Regions from separate parts of the Mus musculus genome. Here region 1 is linked to region 2. The links are chromatin contacts, called in public HiCAR-type maps. All regions are on one chromosome and are shown on one strand. The core of a region is the stretch at or near the end of the contact, and the rest is flanking DNA. Distances in the headings are between cores, read along the strand shown.

The links. HiCAR-type assays count read pairs that join an accessible place to other places.
Region 1: a HiCAR-type map of kidney shows a contact between it and region 2, with 2.9 times the contacts expected there. The contact joins the promoter of Pgm2l1 here to the promoter of Chrdl2 in region 2. A contact is called at or near these places in 14 of 39 promoter capture datasets (the 3T3-L1 cell line, 3T3-L1-derived adipocytes, cranial neural crest and 7 more), 6 of 484 Hi-C or Micro-C datasets (cerebellar granule neurons, liver, neurons and 1 more), 1 of 115 datasets of contacts at active chromatin or transcription factors (kidney) and 4 of 9 other capture datasets (adipose tissue, liver, macrophages and 1 more).

Annotation. Positions count from the first base shown.
Region 1 is chr7:100,224,747-100,232,518 of GRCm38.p6, forward strand. It overlaps Pgm2l1 (phosphoglucomutase 2-like 1), which reads left to right and starts at 2,861. Exons shown (of 14, transcript NM_027629.3): 1 at 2,861-3,288. The coding sequence starts at 3,178. Gm34877 (a long non-coding RNA gene) reads right to left here and starts at 2,659. Exons shown (of 3, transcript XR_869834.3): 1 at 2,384-2,659.
Region 2 is chr7:100,005,089-100,012,578 of GRCm38.p6, forward strand. Chrdl2 (chordin-like 2) reads left to right here and starts at 1,316. Exons shown (of 11, transcript NM_133709.3): 1 at 1,316-1,559. The coding sequence starts at 1,478.

The sequences.
Region 1 (7,772 bases), core at 1,611-4,110, 220 kb after region 2:
TAGGCCCAAATTAACCTTTTTTTCTATTAAGTTGATTTATTTAAGCATTTTGTCACAGTAATGGATAGCTGACTGACACAATGACACAACTATAAATATATATAACACGTATAATTGATACATGCATATGGCATAACAAAAATGCATACATTATTGATTATAGTATACAATTATGTATAATGTCACATTTGTGTCAAAAAGGGGACTGCCTATGTAACTGTGGTCTCGTAAGGTTTTTCCTTACAAAATGATGCTATAGTCACTCTATGATGTTCATCTAATGATAAAATTGCCTCACAATTCATTTCTCAGAATGCATTTCCATTCTGAGAACCAAGACCTCACTTTCACAGTCACAGAGTTGACAAACTTTTAGCAAATAAAAATACAGTAAAAACACAGGACCCTTTGGACAAACCCCAATAGAAATGGAAAGCTTCTGAGAGTTTCCCAACTTCCCCTTCTGGACACACAATGTTCTCAGATTGAGTGAATTGAGAGTCTCCGTAGTTACCTTTCAGTGTCTAACCAATAAGTCTAACTAACCTGTTGGGGAAGACTCAGGTAACCCGTAATATCTGTTAGGATTTTGCTGATAAAAGTAAGGAAACATTGGTTGAAAGGGGTATTTAAGTAGAGCCTGTGTTCTCCTGTTTTTACTACATGTCCTATATCATTTCATATATTGAAAGTTGCTGATTTGGTACTATTACTTGGTATTTAAAACTAATTGTCTCAGCCAGGCGGTGGTGGCGCACACCTTTAATCCCAGTATTCGGGAGGCAGAGGCAGGCGGATTTCTGAGTTTGAGGCCAGTCTGGTCTACAGAGTGAGTTCTAGGACAGCCAGGGCTATACAGAGAAACCCTGTCTTGGGGGGGGGGAAATTGCCTCATAAAAAATACTGCATAAAATATTTAAATATTAATTATTAGATTTGTTAAAATGCAAATCTGTTTCAGTAGAACTTTACTGAGTACTAAAATTTGCATCTCTTAATATGCTTCCAGAGGATGCCAACATGTTGGTTCTAATATGTACTTTGATAATGACCATCTAGGTCACAATCAACAGCTATCTTTATGGAGGTACCGCGGCCATTTCAAAATTCAGGATTGCTGGGATTTATGTTCACTAATATAAAATATATTTTAAACAACCTCATAGTGGACTTGAGAATCACTCACTAATGGATTTGAAATGCCCTCTCCTTTTTTCTCAGTTGGCTTATTTCCTGTTCTTGAAATCCCAGTGCAGGTCCTCCTGCTTGATGGTTTCATTTCCACTATTTGCAGCAAGCTCTTCATCGTGGACTAAACATTCTTGCACATATCCTATCTCTCCAGATTTTATTTCTGGGGATTTTGGTTGTGACCCTAGCTTTAACAGCTGAAGCATCACTCCAGCCCTAGATTTTACTTCTTGAAGGGAATTGTTTATATTCTTCTAATATCAGCTCCTAGCATAATTCTTGTTTTGTTGATTTTTAAGGCAAACACTGCAACCCCTTACAATGACATATATTATTTTTCAGAATCTCTCAATACAATTATTTTATGCTAGTAGTTTGGATTTTATTAGAACAAATGATGTCTTTAAAAAATAAAAGGAATACTTTGGATTTATTATGTCTTTTATCTTTGAGCCTCAAAACACTCTAAAACTATTTCTTCAATTACTGTACTGTCATGCTATAAATATTATATAATCCTTACAAGAGCAAAAGGCTGATGAGGAAGAGTTTTAATATACTTGGTCAAGTCACACCAAGAAGGTATTTGGCACAGTGTGGTGGTGCACACCTGGAATTCCAGCACTCAAGAGTTCAATTTCAGCCTGGCGTATATTATGTTCAAGGCTAGCCAAAGCCATAGAGGAGACCCTGTCTCAAAAACAGAGAAAGCAGAGTGGTCCATATACAAGACTTCAGTATTTCTCTGGCCTCAAGTAATGAGACCTGAAAGGCGCACATTTATAGAAGAAAGAAAGTGAAGGTGTTCATTTCTTTTTTCCTCTGTATTCCTACTTGTTCATGAATTTTATGATGTTTGTACATTCTTAAAATAGGGTTAAATGCTGACCCATCATCTGACAACCTTCTTATCTATTTTCCAGACATTATATTCTCTCTACCTCTATTCCGCGGCTACAACTGAACAAAAACAACTGCCAGCTGAGGTAACATAACAGACTGAAACCCGCATTCATTTCTCAGGAACGCTACTGCTCAGAAAATTCGGTTTGCCTTTCAGTTCCTTCTGTGTAAAGTGGGAAAGGAATATACATACAACCTACCACACAGGATGAATGAAATGACAAAAAACGACTCGTAAACTTTCAAGTACAAATAGATACCGTTGTTCCTTACGTCATTCCTTTTTTACCTTAAAGCAGGAGACCACCACTGCACAACATAAGTAAGAAGCGTCAGGGAACAGGTGGTGCTTTTTCTCTCCGAGGGAAGGGAAAGGCAACGGGTGTACAGAACTCGGGGAACCGGGGAAAACTACAACTCCCGTGAGGCGTCACGCGCGCCACTTTGGGCTCCCAAGCGAGACCAAGCCCTGAGGCGAAGAGGGTGGGGCCTGCGCGCGCCGGGGACTCTCCTAGTGAGTGCAGAGGCGGGCTGCTTGAGACGACGGGGACACCAGGTGGAGGCGCACGTGCGAGTGCGGGGCGGGTGATAAGGGAAAGACAGCTGAGGAACGGCATTAAAAAAACAAAGCCAGCTGTGCACTGTCGCCTCAGCGGACAGCAAACGCTGCAGCGGAGGTGCGGGGCGCGCGCTCCCGGGCTCGCGCCTCATGCCTCGGGCACTCGGACGGGCCGGGGCGGGCGGGGGCGGCGCGGGCGGCGCGGGGGCGGGGCCTAAGGCGGCGCGGGCGAAGGCGGCGACCCAGACATCTGGGACTGTTGTTGTTCTCTCGCCTCACGCCCGCCTCAGTCAGTTCGAGCTGAGATCCGGAGCTAGTCTGCTGGGAGGCGGCTGTCCTGTCTCCGCCCTCTCTCCGGGTTCGCTGGAGCTGCGGCAGGAGCTGGCGCGGACTGAACAGCTCGCGGTTGGTCTCCGATGCCCTTCGTCAAGGAGGGGGTTTCTGGACCCTGGTGAGCGCACCTAGAGCCCCCCTGACTCAGTGTCTTCGCCCGCCCCTCGGGCCCGCAAACCCGTGTGTCTACCATGGCTGAGAACGCAGATGATGACCTGAACTCTAACCTGCTCCACGCCCCCTACCTCACTGGGGACCCCCAGCTAGACACGGCCATCGGGCAGTGGCTGCGTTGGGACAAGGTGGGTACCTGGTCACCCCGGCATCTGTCCCCTCTTTCTGCTCACCCTCGCACAGTCCACCCTTTCCGGTACCCACCCAGGGCTCTGGAGGCTCCAGGGGAGATGGCTCCAGCCAGCGCAGGGCTAGTGGAGTTGGGCGATGCCTCTCACCTATGCAGGGGCTGCTTTCCCCGGCGGGCTGGGCTGGGCAGGGACGACTGCAGTCTCTTTCTTTTGTGGTAGGCTACACCGCAGTCCCGCTTCCTCCCTTGCTGCCCCTTCCCTTCCAGTGAGTATCATCTCTCATGGTCAAAATACTTCGTCCTCATTCTCATCGTTGTAAGTTATCCTCTGTGTACTATGCATCCATCACCTTTCCTCTTTCTCCTTTGACTTCCTTCTCTGCAGAACCAGAAAGTGGCTTCTGGTTCTTGAACGTTACTAACCACTCACTATGTTGCTCTGCTGTGTTTCCACCCTCTGTCACTAGGTAATCGCTGGCTAGGTATTCGCTAGTCTATTTCACTCTTATTTTCTGGTATCACCTTTTGCTATTAAATGTGACAAGGGTTCTCCTCTTATTTCATTCCTCTGCCGGCAGTTATTTATTGGAAGTATCCTGTTCAAAAAATTGTCATGGACATCTAGAATAGTCTAGTTGTACTGATAGAATTTGCACCATTCTCAAATCTTAAAAGGCAGATTCTGATCAGATATTTAGGAATTGCTTAGGAATTTCAGAATTGCTGATGCCATCGTTTCTTCTCTCTCCCTCCCCTTGTGCAGGTATATAGGGTGGGTTGGTGAAAGCTAGAATTAAAATGCATCCTTTTCACTTGTAAACGAGGCTCTTGGAGGCTTTTTCAGAGGGTGGGATGATAATCCCAGTGTTTGTTTTCTCAAGTGCATATGATACAGCTGCTAAAACAAAAAAGGCAGCACATTTAAAACTGAATTAAGGGGTTTGTATGGAGGTATGTGAGATTTTGTTATACAAAAGAACTACTTAATTAGCTTTCTGAAAAAGTTTATTTTCATTTTTTTCCAGGTATCTATGCATTTAAGAAGGGAAACAAAACAAAACAAACAAACAAAAAAACCCAACTAAATACTGAGTGTTCTAGGCCAGACAGGAAATGCTGGTGGTGAGAAAGATAGAAAGAGTTCTTGCCGTCAGCAAGCCTTTAGTTCGTAGATAAGGAAGTCCAACAAATAAGCAATTACAATAAAGTATTTGGTGTTACTGGGTCATATATTTCTCAGATGTTCTAATCCTTCTTCTAGAGTCTGAACCAATGTTTCTCAGACCCGAAAGTGCTAACAGATCATCTGGGAATCTTGAGGCATTTGTTGACCAGACAACTAGGGTGGGGCCTGACAGCCTTAGTGAGCTTCCAGGTGATTGATACCAGTTCTGCTGATTTGTGCACCACACTAAAAATAATGACACTCTTTTCTCTTTCAGTATCAGTTTTGTCCGTGTTTTTCCTAATAAATATCCCAGTTGAGTGAATTAATACTTTATTGTCTACTGCCAATATATACTGAAATATTTAAGAACTGTAAAATGCATATAAAAATAATGCTCCAACAGTTATAGTAGCAATAAACAAGGTTGCAGTCATTCAGTGCTTATGGGAGTTCAGAAGTGAGAGTTATCATGAAGTGGGTTCAAGAAGACTTTATGAGAACATGGAATATACATGAAAAGAAATATACATGGAAAGCCTACATGAGAGAGAAGATAAAATAAATGTAGACCTCAATGAGCATAAGAGGATAAAACAATGGCTCCCAAATATAATATAGGGAACAAGTAATAAGTGCCTTAACAGAAAAACAGATTTAAGTAATTTTATTAATTATATATTGCTGGTCTCTTTCTTAATGGGAGATAGTGCTTTTATTTGAGAAACAAAGGTTTATCTACTGTAGATTGATATTTAAGTAAGCTAGGCTAAGTCCAAGGCCACTAGAATTTAGAGTAAAAAATGAAATTTAAGTTTTCATTATATGTTGACTGTACTTACAGTCTTCTAATGCAGAGAGTCTGAGCTCAATCTCTGATTAATACCAATCAAGGAATCCGATAGTGCTGCTGATTCTTGAAGATTGATGAAACATGTGATAAGCTATAAATTGGTCTCAGGGCAATTTGCTATTTTCCGTAGTCAGGAACATTACTAATTTTAGCTTTGGTGACTTGGTGTACATTGAAAAGTCTTCATGAAAAAAAAAGATATTATTCTTGTTGAACTTTCTCATTTAATTAACATTCAGATTTGCTAAGATGGAGAGGGAAGACTGAGAGTCAGAAAGATGGAAAATTGAATGTGTGTAGTTAGCACATTTGTGTCTGTCGGAGCTTAGGGTACATAGAAATCTTTGGAAAGGTATGTGAAGACCAGATTGTTGAAGAGCAGTAGTATATCATTAGTGGCCTTCAGCAATTAAGAGTATATGTAAGTGCTAAAAAGAAAATAGTGCAAGGACGTAGACCCGGCATAGTTACTCTTGCCTACAATCTCAAAGGTGGGAAACTGATACAGTCAGAGCAGTTAGAGTTTGAGGCCAGCCTGGGCTACATAACGAGTTCCATGCCAGCCTGAATAGCGTGAGACTTTTGTTTTTTATATTTTGTTTTTCTAATCAGATTTACTGTGGGTAGGGTACTCTTGTGTAGCTGCTGTAGGCCAACTTTCTATCAGCAGACTTACCAGACTTGGATGGATACAACCTCCTACTAGCATCCAGGCTTTTATTTAGTAGATTCGCTTCCCTAGTTTCAAAATGAGTCAGTCAACTCAAGGTCATAGAAACTGATGACTGATTTAAGAATACTGTTTTGTTAACTTGTGGCTTATGATCCAGATGCAGTAGATTTATTTCTAAATCAGGCATTTGGTAGATATACCATAGGAAAAGCCAAATAATCCAAAGATTTTTGGTGATTATAAAGTCAAACCACAGAGAGTAAAACATACAACATTTAACAGCATCAGCTTGTAACAAGTAAATGCATCCATCTCTGTGTGGGGCCATGCTATTACTCTAACCCCATAAGTCCAGGGGTCAAGGAGTTCCTCCTATCAGCTGTGCACAGAGAACTCCATTACCAATGTGTTCTCTTCCGCCCTAGGGTAAGGCTCATACCTCCATCCTATTTCTTTCATTCAGGGCTTTCACACATTGTTAAGTTACAGACAAGCAGTCCTGGCAAAAAAACTGGGTTCTTTAACATCACAACTGTCTTTTGATTCTGTTCCAATGTGAATTTTAATTCTCTGTAAGAAATTTATATCTAGGATATAAAACACTGGTAAAGTATGGGTGGGTGGACAGGGAAGGGAGACTGAGACACAGGGCAGAACTGCTTTGCTGACTGTAACAGCAACAACAAATATCCTGTATGTTGACAACAATATGGAGGCAGGAATTTGCCATGGCAATTTAAGAAATAAGAACATTCTGGTCTCAGAATGTAGATCTATATTAAGAAAGAGTAGAATATGAAATTGAAGATAGGTTAGACTTAAAAAGAGCTTGGAAAAGTAAATAAAAGATGTCAATCTAAGCCAGTGATTTTCAGGTGTTTAACAACAGAACATTTTTCAACAAATTAACCAGAACGAAAGGCTGTGAATTAATTCTTCAAGCCTATTTTATTATATAGTAAGAATCTGAGCCTGGGTAATGTATAAAGAAAGGAGGTTTATTTAGCTCAGTTTGTATAAGATCAGGTAGCCACATTGGTTTGGCTTGAGTTACAGCCTTATGGCATATGTAAAAGGGATTACACAGTGAGGCAGGAAGCCCGAGAGCAGGGAGGAGTGAGCCTTGCTGTTTAAATGTTCTCTCCTGTTACCTCCTCTCCTCTCTTCTATAAATTACAGCTTACTCTTGTTAGAACTCATCCACAAACTCCCTAGGAAGTGCCTTTGGCAGTGACCCAGTTACCCCACACTAGGACTCAACTCTTAAAAGCTTCTACTACCTTAATACCTCAGACTGAAGACCAAGTCTTTGGTATGGGAAGCCTTGAGGTACAGGCCACATTTAAACTGTAGTGCTTTTTAAAATTTGATAGTTGTATAGTTATTCTTTTGAAAAATTAAATTAAAATGTTTAATTTAATCATACAGATTAACTTGATCTGTGTAAATAAAGTCCTTAGAACAATAACTTGCAGACATAGAAGTCCCAACTGACCATTCTAGTTAAGAAGGTGTTGGCAGAAAACATATTGTATTTACAAAACAGAGAAAGTTCATGCCAACTTCCCAGAAAAAAAAGTCTGTGATTATTAATAACTAAGTATCAATTATATGAAGAAAACAATTTATATGAACAACAAGATAAAGCAATAAGTAAATATGTAAACATATATATATTATAATACAATTATAATTATTACATACAATGGGAACATTAAACCCCCAAAATTATAAATTAAAAATAGAAAATGATTTTATCATCAGATAAGAAAAGATAGTGTGAAAAAAGAA
Region 2 (7,490 bases), core at 66-2,565:
AGATGCTCAGGAATCAAGGTCCAAAGCCAGGACGACTGTGTTTGCCCACAGTGGCCCAGCAAGCTGTGGATGGCGCCAGCACCTTGAGTCTGCCCTCTCATTGCAGAGCCTGTGTGCTCTGGGGTGGACAGAGCTTGTTCTTTTCTTAGGGTCCTATTAGTTCAGGAGCTCACCTAACATGAGGTCTGGAGCAACAGCCTGCCCAGGCTGCTGGGGTTCTGGATCAGCGTGCTCACCTTCTGGTGAAAGGACAAAGCTCTGACCCTGGCTGTCACTGGCGCATGCAGAGCAGTGGGGCCTCGCCTGTAGAAAGAGTTCATCCTGGGCTGCTTGGTAAGTGGTAGCAGCAGTGACTCCATAGCAAAGCTACCTCTCATCTGGGGATGATGCCTAGGACCACCACCTGCCAATGGGAGATTCCAGGTACCTGAAATGGCTTTCCTCCAAAGTTGAAGTGCTTTGATGTTCCAAATCTTATTTAATCCTTTGCGACATTTGCAGGACGATATTGAAGACTTTTAAAGTAACTCAAATCATTATCTTAGTGCTGGAGAGAAAACCTTTCTCCTAGGCGCTATGTGCAAGCACACAGACTGTGTTCAAAATGGCAAGTGTCTCTGCACTCCCCCACCAAATACCCAATCCTGAGATTCCCAGACCCGTACTATGACCTTCCCCACTCAGTTTCATCTGAAATCTAACTGGGTTGGTTCCCCTTGCAGGCTGCGTACCGCGGGGAGCCAGGGGTTAAAACCCGGGGCGTCTGTGGCCCCCTTCCCCCTCCCCAGCCCCCTCGTCTCCACTCGGCGCCTTGCCTGGAGCGAAGGTTCCCAGCCCTGCACTAAAGGGGAGGGGGAGAAATGGGCTTGTTTCTCGTGGCCAATCCACGAGCTCGCGGTGCCTCAGAGGAGGCGCCAGCATTAGGGCGGCCCAGGGCTGCAGGCTTCCCGCGGCAAAGTACAAATGCGCCCGAGCGCGGCGTCTGGCGCCCGAGGCGTGCACAGCGGCAGCGCTCAACCTCCCCCGCGCCGCCACCGAGGGTCTTGTCGCCCCACCGCGCCCCAGACCCGCGCCGGACCCCGCGCCGCCGCGCCGCCGCCAGCCAGCGCCACAGGGACACTGCACCCCGGTGACCGCACCCCGCAGATCCCGGTTCTCTAGCTAGCACCTTCTCCCTCTCTGCCATAGCCTTTTTCTTCATTTCCCCAACTAATTTCTCTCTCTCTCTCTCTCTCTCTCTCTCTCTCTCTCTCTCTCTCTCTCTCTCTCTCTCTCTCTCTCTCTCTCTTCTCCTCGTCCCCTCCCCACCGTCCTCTCATCCTCACCTTAGACCTCTCCTGTCCTTGGCTCCTCTTCATCTTTGCTTTTCCGACTCCTCAAGCAGCGGTCCTACTTGGTCCTCTGAGGACTTACTTGTGTCCTTATCTCACTTTCTCCCGGCTCATCCCGGGGTTGTCTGACCTTGGGACAAGGAAGGATGGTTCCCGGGGTGAGGATCATCCCCTCTTTGCTGGGACTCGTGATGTTCTGGCTCCCGTTGGACTCGCAAGCACTATCCCGTAAGTAGAAACCAGGCAAAGTCTGGGCAGGCAGGGGAGGGATGCGAACCAGTGGGATGTACTTTGCTGGAAGATGTTAGTTAGGACCTGGGGACCCCTTAACGCTTGCATTTATCCAGGCAGCACCTGCATAGCAGGGGTAGATGTTGCTCCATGACCAGTGTGGGCTGGTGAGTCTTGGGGGGAGAAAAGTTTGGCAGAGTTTCTTTCTGGGGTGCTGCTGGGGGAAGAGCAGTGTGCATTGTGGGAAGGGACTTTACTCCCAGCAGCCTGATGTGTTGAGTGTGAAAGACGGAAAGGCTGATGAGCTCCTGGGCTGAAAGATGAACAAAGTGGAGTCCATTATCGCTTTTGATACTCACAACACTCCATGAGGTGTCATCATTACATTTAATTGATGAGTAAAATCGGCAGGGCAAAGAGAAGAAAGTTTCCGAAGCTGGTAAGCTATCCAAAGCCAAGAGTCTAATTCCAAATCCTGCCTTTACAGCGTCTGGGAGACACCCCGATGTGGGGCTGTGAGACTGGAAGGCATCGGGGCGTGGTGAAAAAAGATGAGGTTCTTCATCTTCCCAGCCTCACTGTGTGCCAGCTGATGGGTCAGACACGGAGGGCACCTCACCATCTCTTTTCTAATCTATAAAATAGGAGCCTCTTAAAGCCGTTAAATGTATTAAATGACAGGGAGCAGGCAGAGCAGCTTGTATAGAGATGCTACAAGGTGGCCTCATCAAAGTGTATCAGCTGCCTAAGCCCCCAGAGTTTCCACTTCAAACAGTAGGTTATGCAGGACCACAGCCTCTGTTTCCTAACTGCCCCTCCTTATGCTGGTGACTCCTTCTGAACCTCCCCAATAAAGAAACAGAGCCCAACAAGGACAGTAGTTTGCTCCAGGCCACCAAACTTGAAGACCCAGGTCCCCACCCCCTAGCTGACAACCTTTTCCAGGCTTGGCTCCACCTGCCAGCTCTGCTTCTGACTGGCTACTGGCTTTGTGGAGCTAGTGAGGCTAGATTCTGTCCTGCTTCTGGGAATGGAAATGTTGCATGTCTGTCTGACGTCCCCTAGCCTGTCAGTGGCATGAGAATTATGGACACCCTCATGTCTCATAAGACAACACAGAGAGCTCAGACTTGGCTTCAATTCCTGACTGCCTCTTACACCTGAGTCATTTTTCAAACTTCTGTGAACTTCAGTTTCTTCATCGGCAAACAAGAGCTACTAACCAAGGTCTAAGGATGTGGGGGAGGACTAAAGGGAGTGATGCTTTCAGATGCATACTGTCAAATATTCAGTAAATACCCCCTCCTTCCTTAAGCCCTGAGAGTTTCCTCCTAGCCTGCCTGCTGTCCACTGAAGGAGACTTAGTCTCAGAGGACTGCCATGCCTGCCCTGGACTTGACCCTGGCCCTGCAGCTTCCTTTCCAATACCATTGCCCTGGGTGAACCACTCTGATGATGGCTCAGAAGTACTCAAAGCCCCCGTCTGCCCACCATGACCACCTTCAACAATTCAGACACCTCTTCCAGAAAATTCTACCTGGTGACCAGCTCCCTTTCTGACCTCCCCTCCTCTGTGCCTCCAAGAGCCTTCCTGTCTGTTTCTGTCACTAGGTTCTTCAGTTGGCTACCTCCCCCATAAATACAGAACCCCAGACACTCAAGAAAATGACTATCACTAAAGCGAGGTGGCCTGGCATTCTGGGAGGAGCATTAAGATCCTGGTGGTGTCATGGCTGAAAGAGCTTTCTCTTCTGTGTCTACTATCGGATTATCTCCTTTCACAGTTCATCTGAAGGAGGGTCTGCTACAAGGCCACAAAGGAAGGAACAGAGACCTAGATCCTAACCCAGGTCCCGTCATTTGTTGGCCGTGGGAATTGGGACACATCCCGTATCTCTGAACCTAATGATGATTGGTGCTGTAGGTCTAAGAATTTTGCAAGTCTCCTGCTGGTATCCTATTTTAAGGTCTTGCATGAAAGCTCTTGTCTTAGGGTAAGAGAGATCTCAAGCCTGTGGTGTGTAAGAAGTCCCCTGGTGACATCCAAAGTGCTTTTACAAATGGTGCCAACAGATGGGTGTTCTTAGGTCCAAGCCAGCCACACCGTTAAGTATGTCTAGGGCAAGTGAGCCGGGGTTTTGGCATACTCCTTACCTGAAGTCCAAGGATGCTCGGTCGGCAAAGGTTATTTATTCTCTCTGGCTCTACTTCCACCTGCAGATCCATACTGAGTCCAAGCTAAGCCACACTGAGCCCTAACTGTCTGACACTCACCACTGACTGATCCCCAGTTCCACCTGAGGCTGGAGGCTCTGGCCTCATTTCTGACTGGTGCTGATCCCAGTTCCAGGTGGAGTCACATCTGTGTGGTTCCACCCTGGTCATGCATCCCCTCTGTGACCCAGAAGTGGCCACATTCCCAACTCATCTCCAGGACCTTCTCTGGTACTTGCTCCTCTCTGCACCGTGTCCTTACAAACTGCCTAACAAGCTTCATGAGTCTCTTCTCTTATCTAATGTTACTTCCAAGAAAGGGTCAGTCTCTAAGTCAGACATCAACCCTCAAGGGTGTGTGTGTTATGGGAACTGGAGCTTCAGTTCTCAGGTGGTAGAATCTCAGAGCCCAGTAGCAGGCCTGAACAAGAACGTAGTTCCTACAGGATGGTGTGGTTCCAAAGGCACAGGCACCATTGGAGCATCAGGGTCCCAGCGCTTCATCTTCCTCTGATTCCAAATGTAAGGTTCCCAGGCCTCTGTTTGCCACCTATAAGGTATGATGCTTGTCCTTAAACAGGTGATGTTTGGGGACCATGGTAGCACTGACTGTCTCTGAGATCAAGACATCCTTGCCTTCAACCTGAGTCCATGTGACTTTGGGAGTGGGCGTTGGGAGAGTGTAAGAATTCTGCCCTGTGGGGAGGAATAGATGAACAGTACCTATGAAAAAGTGCCTGGGGTGGGGCAGGTGTGGGGAAATATGTGTCATGAGATGCTTACCAATATAGAATCCTGTTCTGCTGTCCAGCTTAGTCACATCTCTATTCATCTGTCCAGATGTGCTAAACTAAGCAGAGAGCCGGTAAAGAAAGGCTTGAAGTTCAGCCTTGGGCAAGGTCCTGTGGCTGGGTCTCTAGGCACGAGCTTCTGCACCTCCCTGCTCCCACCAGTAGAGGTCTCTGCCTCACTCACTGGCTCCAAGCTGCAAGCCCCAAGACAGCTGCGCCGTTGCTCCAGCTGTTGCACCTGTTCAGGGCTGGCCTCTCAGGTTCCCTCAGCCGCCGGCTATGGCGCCGGCTCAGAGAAAGGACCTAGAATATCTTGAACTCCCAAAGAGGAGGACTGATGTGAGCGAGATGTCCCTCGGAGATGCGGCACAAAGATCAGACACCACTCTGGGTAGGACCCGAACCTGTTGCGCATTCTTGTATTCAGGAGTTCTTCATTGTGTCTCAGCCAAGTTTGTTTGCTCGTAAGTCGAAGCCGATTTCTTCTGGCCCTGTCACTTGGTTGGGCACCCCTGTCAGCGTCCTCTCCAGAGCTATGAGTTGTGGAGTCTATGCGGGGACAGAGCAGGGATCTCTGACAGGTCCTGATTCCTCCCTCGCTGGGGCTCTCTTTTTCTAGAGTAAAGGGACTGGATATGGTCTGAGTTCATAACTTTCTAGGAATCTATGGCTCTAAGTGTGTATAGTCAAGCAAAATAGAATGCAGACACTTCTCTTTGATAGGTAATAGAGATGCCCTTCCTGGCTCAGTGATTTTGTCCTTGGAAGTCCATCTGTGCTCCTCAGTGTCTGTCTGTCCAGATGAAGAGAGATATATTCAAAGAAGTGTATCCCTTTCACACAGTTTAGCCACTGAGGCCTTTCTTGTATCATTAAGAGGCAACCCTCAAGGAAAGCAAGAGCCCAGGGAAAAGCTACTGCCGAGGGAAGTGAATCTGCCTGTGTAAACAAAGGACGGCTGTATGGGGGAAGTGGGATCTGAACGCCCGCATTCCTGGGCAGTCCAGCTCACTCAGCTTTGCTGAGCTCTTGCTCCGATTCCAGACCTCACTGTCCTCTCCCTGCACCTCCGGGTATGTGTCCATGGCCTTCTCCAGCCTCCCTCGAAGCTGCTACTGGTTGTCTTTCATGATTGCTATTGGAAGAGTCTTTAGGCATCCTCTCCGCCTTTGACCTTGCCCACACTGGGCCAGACTGTAGGATGTTCTAGGAGGGGACACTTGAGATCCCCTCATAAAGATCAGGGAATGATCTGTGCCCTCAGCAGCCCCAGGCTCCCGACCTCTGGGTACACTCTGTTCTTTGGTTTGGCAGGCGGTTTGAGAGTCAGTGGCCAAGAGCTGGAAGGGGAGGTCAAAGGTTAATTCATGTCATGTGGCAAGATATACCTGCTGAAAGGGCCTTGTTCTCCTCCCATGCAATAACATTGTGTTTGTTGTTGTTAAGGAGAGAGGTTTCCAGGATTAAAGACCATAATTGGCTCTTCTGCTGTCGCTGCTCTTTCTCTCTCTCTCTCTCTCTCTCTCTCTCTCTCTCTCTCTCTCTCAACTTCATCCATCCATCCACTGGGTCACTCATGCAGCACTAACTCTATGCAGGCTCTGAACCAGGCAGAGGTTCAACATTGGTTCCTTCTTCTCACACAGTCTGGTATAGAAGACAAATCCACTCAACCCGTGTTTCTAATTGCTATGAATTCGGACAGTGTTGTGACCAAGCTTAACTCAGTCCTGAAGGTGAAGCCAGGGACCTACAGGGTTGGGGTGGCTTTGTGGAAATGGTGTCATGGAAACTGTCTTTGGAGAAGTGGGGGAGGGGCCAGCCCAACCCTGGCAGTGTCCTCCAGGCAGAGGAGACATCAGTGAGAAGACCTTGAAGTGTGATGAGCGAGAGGCAAGCAAGAGGAGGTGAGCCTGAAAACAGGGTCACCACAAACAGTAGTGATTAAAAACGTATCCGGGAGCCAGCTCAGAGACAGCCTGAGGGGGTGACCAGGGGCTATCTGGGGTCTGTCTGGCAAATATTGCCACCCAGAATTGAGACCAGATAATCTAATTCCAAATATGTCCAGTCTGTCAAAGTAAGGCGCCCAGGTATGGTCTATGAATGTGGGCGCTTCCTGTGACCTCTGACCCCCTCTCAAGGTCCTCTCTGTCCTAGTCATAGTCACTCCATCTCTGTGCCTTTGCAGGTGGCTCTGGATGCCTGTCAAGCCACTCCCCTTCTTGCTCCTTGTTAACACTTCCAAAATCCTACCTGGTGTCTCTAGTCTTCTCTTTCTCCCCACCCCCCCACCCTATACGCATACAGACACACAGACACACACACTCACACACACACATAGACACACTCAAACACATACACAGACACACACACAGACACATACACAGACACACACACACACAGAGACACACAGACACATAGACACATACACAGACACACACACACACTCACACACACACTCACACACACACATAGACACACACACCACTGTGTCCCACATCTATTTGTCTTCTTTGCGAGTCAGGCTCTAGGCCCGCTGAGTGTAAGACTTGAGCTGCTGAAGCTCCACAGATGAGCGAACCGCAGGAAGTTTCTTCCCTGTTACTAATGATAATGACACTCACTGCATGTGGTGCCAAGTGCCCTGCCGTCACTGATATGTAATTTTCTGGTCCCTGCCAGGAGCTGCAACCACTGTGATCACTTTCTGTCACTCTGCCACTTTCTGTCACTTTCATGCTGCCAGCGGCACAGGCTGCTGTGCCTGCACTCTGGCTTGCAGGGAGCTTCGAGCAACCGCCATCCTCTCCTTGATTGTTCCTCTGGGTTCTCCACCTCATATCTCACCCAGTCTGCCTTACAGCCTGCCCCCATGAAACCTACACACATGCTTCTTCCATCTGTACCTTTGCTTCCCTTT